3 separate regions of the Mus musculus genome follow, and all the other regions are linked to region 1. A link is a contact called in public HiChIP or PLAC-seq and Micro-C data. All regions are on one chromosome and are shown on one strand. Each heading gives the region's core, a stretch centred on a gene start, on an enhancer-like site or on the middle of the called end of the contact. The rest is flanking DNA. Distances are from core to core; before and after follow the strand shown.

What was found. A called contact is a pair of places that touch in the nucleus more often than the background predicts. HiChIP or PLAC-seq counts read pairs in DNA pulled down with a chosen protein or histone mark.
Region 2: a contact with region 1 is called in a Micro-C map of embryonic stem cells, with 2.2 times the contacts expected there. The contact joins two enhancer-like sites. A contact is called at or near these places in 3 of 484 Hi-C or Micro-C datasets (all in embryonic stem cells) and 5 of 115 datasets of contacts at active chromatin or transcription factors (all in embryonic stem cells).
Region 3: an H3K27ac HiChIP or PLAC-seq map of embryonic stem cells shows a contact between it and region 1, with 2.4 times the contacts expected there. The contact joins two enhancer-like sites. A contact is called at or near these places in 1 of 39 promoter capture datasets (the C10 cell line), 1 of 484 Hi-C or Micro-C datasets (the G1E-ER4 cell line), 2 of 115 datasets of contacts at active chromatin or transcription factors (the 230-238 cell line and embryonic stem cells) and 1 of 9 other capture datasets (liver).

The regions. Positions count from the first base shown.
Region 1 is chr3:84,179,907-84,183,025 of GRCm38.p6, forward strand. All of the region lies in intron 6 of Trim2 (tripartite motif-containing 2), which reads right to left. Among named protein-coding and RNA genes, the nearest start is that of Mnd1, 26 kb to the left of the region's middle. Within about 2 kb of position 1,410, at least 22 of the 459 cell types and tissues checked have an H3K27ac peak or open chromatin away from gene starts, as enhancers often do. A contact at or near this core is called in embryonic stem cells, where this site is marked.
Region 2 is chr3:84,638,241-84,641,359 of GRCm38.p6, forward strand. No RefSeq gene overlaps it. Among named protein-coding and RNA genes, the nearest start is that of Tmem154, 26 kb to the right of the region's middle. Within about 2 kb of position 1,686, at least 51 of the 459 cell types and tissues checked have an H3K27ac peak or open chromatin away from gene starts, as enhancers often do. A contact at or near this core is called in embryonic stem cells, where this site is marked.
Region 3 is chr3:83,788,503-83,791,621 of GRCm38.p6, forward strand. It overlaps the pseudogene Gm7115. Among named protein-coding and RNA genes, the nearest start is that of Sfrp2, 24 kb to the left of the region's middle. Within about 2 kb of position 1,454, at least 133 of the 459 cell types and tissues checked have an H3K27ac peak or open chromatin away from gene starts, as enhancers often do. A contact at or near this core is called in embryonic stem cells, where this site is marked.

The sequences.
Region 1 (3,119 bases), core at 160-2,659:
AAAAAAACCAAAACCCCTGGCTTTTCAAAAATACACCTGTAATCCAATCACACCAGAGAGGGGGGTGAAGAAGGGGAATGGCTTGGGACAAATAGTCCCTGTCTGAAAATAAATAAATAAAACTTAAAAATGATAAACAAAAGTATGACATTATCAGAAGGAGGTAGCAGGACCAACTTGAAAGCAAGAGTCTTAGGGCCCATGGCTGAGATGTCTCAGCAGAACATCAGGTCAATCCCACCAGCCTGGCAACTGTGATTCAACCCCTGCGAGCACATAAAGGTGAAAGAGAGAATGCATGCACGCATGCACACACGCATGTACGCACTCACATGCGTGTTTTCCTACACACACACAATAGCATGTGTCACCACACACACTAATAATAAATACATTTTTTTTAAAAGAGCAAGAACCTTATAAAAACTGGGGTTGGAACAGAAACCAAAGAAATGACCTTAAAGAAACCCCAGTGATGTAGATCTTGTTGTGTTTCAGACCCCAGGACAAAAGCTAAGGTGCATATTTAGCGTACCAATGTGGACCTGGCCTCCAGGTTCCCCCAGCATCCCTCAGTCTCTGTTACAGTGCATACCCCGCCCTCTACCCTGAATTTTCCAGCCAAGAGGCTGGGCTGCCCCACCCCCAGAAGCTCCTCCCTATATAATCCAGACATTTAGGTCTCTCTTCTCTCTTCTGTCTCTCATAGAGTGCTCTCTCTCTTTCTCTTCCCCTTCCCCTGTGTCTCCCTCCTCATGGCAATTTTCCTGGCCTCCTTCTTGGGACCAGTGAATGTGCCTGTGAGTGGGCTTCCCAATAAACCTGCCTTTAGATACTTTAATCAGGTTTGGATTGGCTCATTTCACTGGCAAAGAAATAACTTATCAGATCCTTGCATCTGTGAAACTGGCACTGTCCCGATAGTCATAGGGTGGCTGCTGACAAACAGCAGAGGAAAGGCAGCTGGGAGACACCTGAGGAGAGCAAAGGAACACTGATCTGCTGTCCTTGAGGGACAGGCAGGGACAGACATTGCCTGTGGTTCTTCTTCATTTAACCTTTGGCTAAGGACAAAGGCCATTGTGTCTCTAGAAAACTCAGTGTGAAACAGGATATAGAAAAAGAAATGGTATTAGCAAAAAGATTCCATTTGCTTTCTAGAATATACAGCTGGTGCTGGAAGAAAGAAAATAGAGGCGCCCAAAACACCAACATGTTTTTGTACCATACAGAAATAAGGCCACGAGTCTGAGCATCAGCAGAAATGGCAAAGAACCGCACTGGGGCAGGAAGACATTCAGTCAAACTCTACGTTAATCCGATCAGAATCCAGGGCAGGAAGTTCTTTGCTTTTGCAATGAATGAGGGCGTTCTTGGAAGCTGCCAACATTGGGTCACCAGAGCAGTGGGACAAAGCTCACTGCTGAAAGAGGTTCTGCTGTGCATCTGGCCATCGAGGTGCCATCAGCCTCTATCTGTTGGCCCATTTGTAAATAAGACCTCAGGATGGGAGGGACATCAGTCAGCCACACTGCCCGGTTTTAAAACAGGCTAGATAAAACAGGCATAGCTCAGCAAGGCCACTCAGCAGGTAAAAAAACAAAAAAACAAAAAACCTTTACCATTCAAGTACTTGCAAGCTTGAGTTCCTGTCCCAAATCCCCCATAGAGGAAAGAGAACTGTCTCCCAAAGTTGTCCCTGACATTCACATGAACGCCTGCACTCACACAGACACAAATAACACACACGCGCGCACACACACACACACACACACACACCACAGACACACACCACCAAAGACAACAAACTGCCAATTAGTAGTGAAATCTCCTTCGCCACCTACCTCCTCCTCCTCTCCCAACCCTCTCTCTCTTTTCAAGAGCTAAAGACCACACCTCCCCTTGTGCATGCCTGCACTGGACCAGGCCCTCATTCCTAGGAGCACCTTTTGTCTTGTCAGAGATTCCCACTGTTTCTTTCTCCTGAACCCTGTTTGCATCCGTTTATCTTGAAAGACAATTGATGCTAATGACTTTTTCCTGGCAATTGAAATAGATGCTGCTTAACACCGCAAGACAATGTGGATAGAGACAATGTGGATAGACCGTTCAAGTGTTTGTAAGGCAGCTTATCATGAAAATGAAGTAGGGATCCTAGAAGTTGGAAGTTATTTGGGCCCAAGCTTTACCTTCCCAGCTCCTTAGGAAATCTATTTGGTCTACAGACAAGTCTCTCCTGTCTCTACAGTATTCTAAGTGAGTGGTGAGGCTGGAGATGTGTCTTGGCCTTAGAGCACTTTCCTAGCTTGTCCAAGACCTCGGGTTCAATCCTTAGCTACACAGCTTGTATACACACACGTGCAAGCATATATATGTACACAGAATATTGAAAAGTTGTAATGAAGATAAAGTCTTACATAACACTTATGTAAAACAATACATATATTAACAGTACTTATCAAATCACTTCCTATTTTCATCTAAAAGATCCATTTCACAATTACTTGTGTTGGCTACTAACTGATTGACAGAATTTAAGGGAGCTATAAGTATTAGTAATAATTTCTAATGGTAATTAAACTATTAGAATGGTAGTGGAGGTGCACTCATTTAATCCCAGCACTCAGAAGACCCAGGCAGGCAAATCTCTGAGTTGGAGGCCAGCCTGGTCTACAGAGGGAGTTCCAGGATAGCCAGGGTTACAGAGTAGTAACTCTTGTCTTGAAAAGAAAAAAAAGAAAAAAAAAAGAAAAGAAAAGAAAAACAGAAAAAGACAGAAAGGAAGAGAGAGAGAGAGAGAGAGAGAGAGAAGGGAGGGGAGAGGGGAGGGGAGAGAGGAGGGGAGGGAGAGAGGAGGGGAGGGGAGGAAGGGAAAAGGGAAGGGAAGGGAAAGAAGAAAGGAAAGGAAAGAAAAGGAAAGGAAAGGAAAGGAAAGGAAAGGAAAGGAAAGGAAAGGAAAGGAAAGGAAAGGAAAGGAAAGGAAAGGAAAGATAATTACACCATTTTTTTCTCAGATGGTAAACTAGCCTATGAATCACAAGAGGAATTTTCAAACCCACAGCTTCTGAACCCTACTCCCCATGACAACTTCCAAATGTCCAGGAGGTGAACCCCAAAGC
Region 2 (3,119 bases), core at 436-2,935, 460 kb after region 1:
CAGGGGTACTGACTGGGGGGAGGGGGGGGGCACTGACTTCCCACACAGGAGAACACCTCAGGTTTAGGCTATGCTCCAAATCAGGATCCTCCTGACCCAGCTCCCCAGTGCTAGGATTACAGGTGTGCACATCCAGGCACATGGTCCTCGACACTGTCCTGCTGTTCCTGGTCTGGTCATTGCTCCCCCTGCTGTATTGCGGAGAGTGAAACCCAGGGAGGTTGCCTGCAGAGCTGGGGCACCTGCCTTGGGCCCACGGCCTGAGGGAAATGGGTTTAATCGCAGTTAACTGAGTTTGGGTTGGCTACAAGAAGCCCTAGCACCAGGTAACTGCACTTCAGCCATTCGTGCCTTTGAGGGTGCTTTTCTGAGCTTCATCTCCACTACCACATTGCTGGGTGGAGTTCTCAGAACTCTTCTGGTTTGAGAGTCGCCTAATTGACAAATCTAAATTAAAAAAAATTTTTTGATACAATAGGCCTAAGAGGTTTTCCATTTTAAAATATTTATTATTATTGTTATTATTATTATTATTAATTTGTGTGAGGGGTGGGGGTGTGTGCACACGTGCGCCCCACATGGCATGCATGCCCTGGAAGACAGAAAAGGCTGTGTCAGGTTTCTTAGAGCTAGAGTTACTGGTAGCCGTGAGCTGCCTGTTATGGGTGCTGGGAACTGAACTTGGAATCTTTGCAAAACCTGTAGTGCTTACCCACTGAGCCACTGATCAAACTAAGATCTTTCTAACAGCAGGCCTGCAGCTCCATTGCCGCAGAGGGAGGGAGTGACCTTCAGCATCATGAGAACACAGCACAAAGGGCCCTACCCTGTCCTGCCCTGCCCTACCTCACCCCACCCTGCCTCACCCCTGTGGCCTGCATAGTCTCTGCAGGTAGGAAGGACAGTATGGAGTATTAGGGCCTCATGTTTCTGCTCACTTGGCTGTGTAATAGACACAGAGGAGGCCCATGGCTACGCTCCATGGATGACTGCAAGAAACACTTGTTTCCAACGCTACAGACAGAACTTCCTAACCCAGTGCTGGACAGCTTCATCCGAGTGGCTCAGTTTATAATGCAACCTAAATTCACAGATAGGAGCTGCCTCTCTCCCAGGAAATCATGGCTCTCCCTTTGTCTCTAACACAGGCATGGCCAATCCCTGCTTCCTCCCACACTCCTGCCCTCAGAAGTCCACACACCTAACTGGATGACTTGGTGACATTCTGGCCTGCTTTACCAGATGTTTTCAACCTGTAACCAGCAGCCACACTTAGCTTCTTGTGACTGAAGATAGTTATAAATGTAGTTATAAATGTAGCCCACAACACAACGTAATAAATGGACCTAGAACATGAGTTAGTTTCTTCTGTAGTATTTTTGTAACTCATTTCGTGGTTACTGAGCATGAACTTTGTAGAAGATATCGTTGTGTTGCAATGGCAGAAGGTTGGACTTGTCTAGGTCTCCTCTATCACAGCATATTACACTTGAGACAGCCTCAAGCAACATCTAGGTTTCTGTCACCACTGTGCCTCCAACCAGCTACTAACAGAATTCAAAGTGTATCAGGATCGGGGCTGCAGCTCCTCCCCCAACTGTTCCATTCCTCCAGACGGGAGCAAGCAAGGTCATTTCCCCAGGACACAGTGGGCATTCCCTCCCTGGTTGCTTTGGTCACTCTTCCACTGGGCTTGCGCCACTTCCACCACCACCCCCAAGCTCCCAGCAGCTGTCCTTTAGGTGCTGTGAGCACAACCAGCTGCAGGCTGCCTGCTGTCCCCTAAGACATGGGGATTGTTCTTCTAGGATAGGAATGGGGGACACAGGGCAGCTCTCCTCAGGCCCTCCCTTGAGAGAAGGGGTGCCTTGCAAATTACAGGAGATAAACATTCATTTGCATGATTAAATGAATCACCTTATCAAAGGCTCATACCCGGGCATCTGCGATTTCCGAAGGTCCCATTATCAGCTCATTTCCGCCTAGAAAGGTCAATGATAATCTCTTTGGAAGAGAGATTCCCTTAGAGTCAGTCTGCAATATTTAATACTTAACTGCGCCAGCAGCGGGCAAGGCCTTTGGAGGGCTGTCCTGGGATCAGAGTTAAACTGTAGCGTATCTCAAGTTCTCCTTTCTTTCCCTGGGCTCCCACAGGATCAAAATTAGGAAAATAATTAAGAACTCTTCCTAATTACCAGTGTCCTGGCTTCCCTTTCTGCTCAATAATTTCCAGGTCTATCTATAGCACGTTCAGTCTTAGCTGCAGAGCTGTCTTTGCCAAAACCCAATATACAAGATAGAAAAACAGCAGAGGCAGCCGTGATTTTGCCTGCTAGAGTCTTCTAACTTCAGGAGTGTTTGGGGGTTTTCTGGGACCCTGGTTGCTACCAGTAACTACAGGGCATCTCCAGGACAAAGGAAGGCCTGCATTAGCCTGCACTCGGTGGAGTTTTCTAAGCAGTGATTAAATGCCTGTTTAAAATCAATGATTAAGTCATTAGTTAAACAGTTCAGCAGATCATGGTCTGACGTTTAGTAATGACAAATCTTCCTGGACCTCGCTGCGGATGGAAAGGTTTGGATTTCTATCCAAGCTTAGAGAACGGATATCCACCTTTAACAAGATCTGTATCTAGATTGAATGTTAGGGAAGGTTAAGATCTCTTAAAAACAGATTTTAAGAGCCAATGTCATACAAACCAACAAAAAGGACAAAATCTCCTGTCAGCTATTCTTCACTCTGCAGGGACTTGCCTTGTCTCAAGGCACAAAGGGCCTCATCATAAGGCTTCCATCCGTCCACGAGCTCCTCTGGTCCATCTCTTCCTAGAGGCAGCTGGAGTTGAGGCTTAGAGGAGGTGGTGAAAGGGAAGGATGGGGGAGTAGAGGGACTTGTAGCTTAGATTTTTTTTTCAAATCCTATTTTTAATAACGGTTCTTAAATGCTTTAACCTCCCTTCTAGCCCACCACCCACCGGAGGCAGTAGAAAAGAAAGGTTATTAGGATACAGGGAAGATGGACCTATTTAAAAATTGTTGTTTGGAGCAAATTCCATCTGCCTTGTCAGGAAATCAGCAGTTCAGTTCACAGAAGACAACAGCAGCAGCAGCAGCTCATC
Region 3 (3,119 bases), core at 204-2,703, 390 kb before region 1:
CACTGTCCCTGATCGTGCCAGGGAGATCTCTGGAGATAGTCAACAGCGGCAGCATCACCAGGAACCCTGTTACAAATAGAAATTCTCATGTCCTGGCCAACATCTCCTGTACCAGAGCACCTCAGGGAGGGTCCAGAAGTGGAGAGCTGTTGTAGCCTTTCTGATAGAGCCAAGCTCCCGGCATGCACACTGATCCTCACAAGTGGTCCTTGAACCTGCGTCTGTCCCTATCCTCTGCTAGGAAGTAAGTTTCCTGATTGCAGAGATGTGACCATCTAGCTGGTCATTTGATCTACGGTAGTAACATCTTGTGGGTGATGACGTAAAGGCACATCCTATAGGCTGGATGATTGACTGGGTGTTTCTTCATTGTATGCTTGAGTAAATCTACACTTGATGTTAGGAGAGAGGTGCCCTCTGAAGGTAGAGGGCAAAGGTACGTTGTGAGTGGTCTCCCAAGAGACCCTACAGGTCCTGGAGCACCACCCTGAGGACCATAAAGTTCTGCATACTCTTCCCTGCGGGACTTCTCAGCTTTGTTATCTTTGAAAGTACTGAAGGTGGAGGAACAGTGGACCCGGGAAACAAGAAAGCTCCAAGCTCATCGTGTGGGCTGCCAACCAGACTCTGTTCTCCTAATGGACCCCCTCTACCAGAGAGCTAAAAAGGAAACCTCTTTCTGCCTCCCCCTCCTTCCTTCTGTCTATCAACCCCTTCCCTCAGCTTCTTCCAGTCTTCTGCTCATCTCCTCTTCCTTCCTCCTCTTCCCTTCCTTTCTTCTGTGCTCTCCTCCTCTCTTCCTACCTTTTTTCCCTCCTCCTCTCCTACTCTTCTACCTTGCTGTCCCTGTCCTCCTCTTACTCTTTCCTCCTCTCCTTCCTCTTCCTCTCTTCCCTCCTCCGCCCTTCTTCCTTTCTCATGCCCTCTGGTCGCCCTCCTCCCTTGCCTTATCCTCAGCACACCGTTCTCCCTCTCCCTTTACTCTTCCTTTACCCTCCCTCTTCCCCACCACTGCCCCCTTGCCCACTCCGATCCATTGGTTCTGAACTCCCCACCCCTCTTCCTACCTGTTCCGGACCCTCCTCCAGCCCAGTCACCTCTGGTTCCAGCAGAGAGTACAGGGCGTGGTGGGACGCAGGACCTTTCATCATGTAGGAGGACCCGCAGAACGTGCCCATGCCACACTGAGGAGTCCCTCACTACGCTAGGGAGGTGCGCAGTGCATGGTGACCTGGGCTCCGGAGGAGGTACCACTGCAGCCACAGCCAGGCCACCCGCCCGGCCACTGTCAGCTCGGCTCCAACGCGGACTCTGCTACACTCTCCCGGCGGGGATCCGACGCGGCGACGATCATGGCGGAGCTCAAAGCGGCGGCCGTGCTGGAGGTAGCCCCGCAGCTCGAGCAGGTACCCGCGGGGTGAGAGCCAGGGACCCCGCACGAGTCCTGAGGATGTGGCCCCGCAAGCGCGAGACGCGGTCTGTTCTCCAAGACTCCGCCCACAGGGATGTAAGCCGGCCCCGGACGGAGGCAGGGTCTCCGGACCTTCTGGGAAATGGCCCCTTTCTCGTTCCTCCTTCTCTCCGGGCTTTCTTCCTTCTCTTCATCCTCTCTCCCAGGCTGTTCCCTATCTGTTCCCACCAGTTCCCACTGGCTCAGGGTAAAAGAGAGGCGAGGCACTGTACTTCCACCTTCTCCTTCCGCCTTGAGGTAATCAATCTAAGAGTGCTCTGAGTCACTAGATGTCACCTTAAAGGGTTACTTGCTGGGCTCTGCCCCAAGGTTCGGATTCAAACCTATGTGGTGGGGCCTACCTCCAGGGAGTTGATGATGCTGATACTTGAAGTTTCTCCGGGCTAGTTCTTGCCTCCTATTGGTGGGAACTGAAAATTCAGTCTAATCTTTGTGTTTGCTCATGGGACAGTTCTTCTGCGCTGGCCCACACTAGAACTATATGTACAGGCGAGATATTGAAACTATCAGAGACTGGCTTTTCTTCTGGAGCCTGAATCCTTAAAATAAGGACAAAAGTATCCCACTGAAAGTGGAAGACTGGCCACAAAAGACTGCTCCTGATGTAAGGAAAAGAGCAGGAGAAGCTGGGAGCGTGGCAGGAGGGTGTTCCTTTGAGCTGGTCTTAGAGAACTGATTGCTGCTTTCAGTTAGACTTCACAGAGCTGGGGACATAAAGAAAGACTGGAGTAGCTACTGATAAGGTTGTTTGTTTGTTTGTTTGTTTGTTTATTTTTCTCGAGACAGGGTTTCTCTGTATAGTCCTAGCTGTCCTGGAACTCACTCTGTAGACCAGACTGGCCTCGAACTCAGAAATCTGCCTATCTCTGCCTCCCAAGTGCTGGGATTAAAACCAATGCCCGGCCTGACAAGGTTATATATGATAATTCCCCACAGCTCTAAACCTCAGCCTGTTCTCTTTCCCCCTAATCACCTTTAGCATGTCTGGTTGTGCATTGTCTGAGAACCTCCATCAGCATCAAAGGTTCAAAAGAGCTGGCTCCTGGTCATATTTGTTGGCTGCTGGCTTCCTAGTATCCAGAACTGAGTCTAGCAAATGGCAAGTCCTCAGTATAGACTTGTTAGGTGAATAATTCACTGACCAAATGAAAAATAGGCTCAAACAGCATGACCTAGGGCCTCAGCTCCCAGTCCTCCTTCTCAGGCAAACACCAACCACCGGCCCTGTAGTCTAGTGAGCCAATTTAAATACCTTTTGTACATGTGAAACTTCTCAAATCTCACAAGCGATTTCAAACAATTTTTAAAGGCAAGAACCACTTATGCAGAAAGAGAGGTCATAACTTTTTCTTTCAAGAATTTTGTCTGGTGCAGTTAGGACAACAAGCTGTCTTATAAGAAGGGGATTAAGTTCTGAAGAGCACCTGTCTGGCATGTATGAGATTCTGGATTCCAATATACATATATGAGAAAGAGAGAGAGCAGTTCTCAGAAAAGAAGGGGAAATGGTAAGAACAAAGAGAAGTTTCTGAGAAGAGGAGGTTTGAAGGTAAGAAGACCTGGGTAGATGTCTCCAGCATTGACATGTTCTACTTTAGTGAAAACTGTAGCTCTCCACATGTAGCTACAGGATGTGGCAACTTGCATA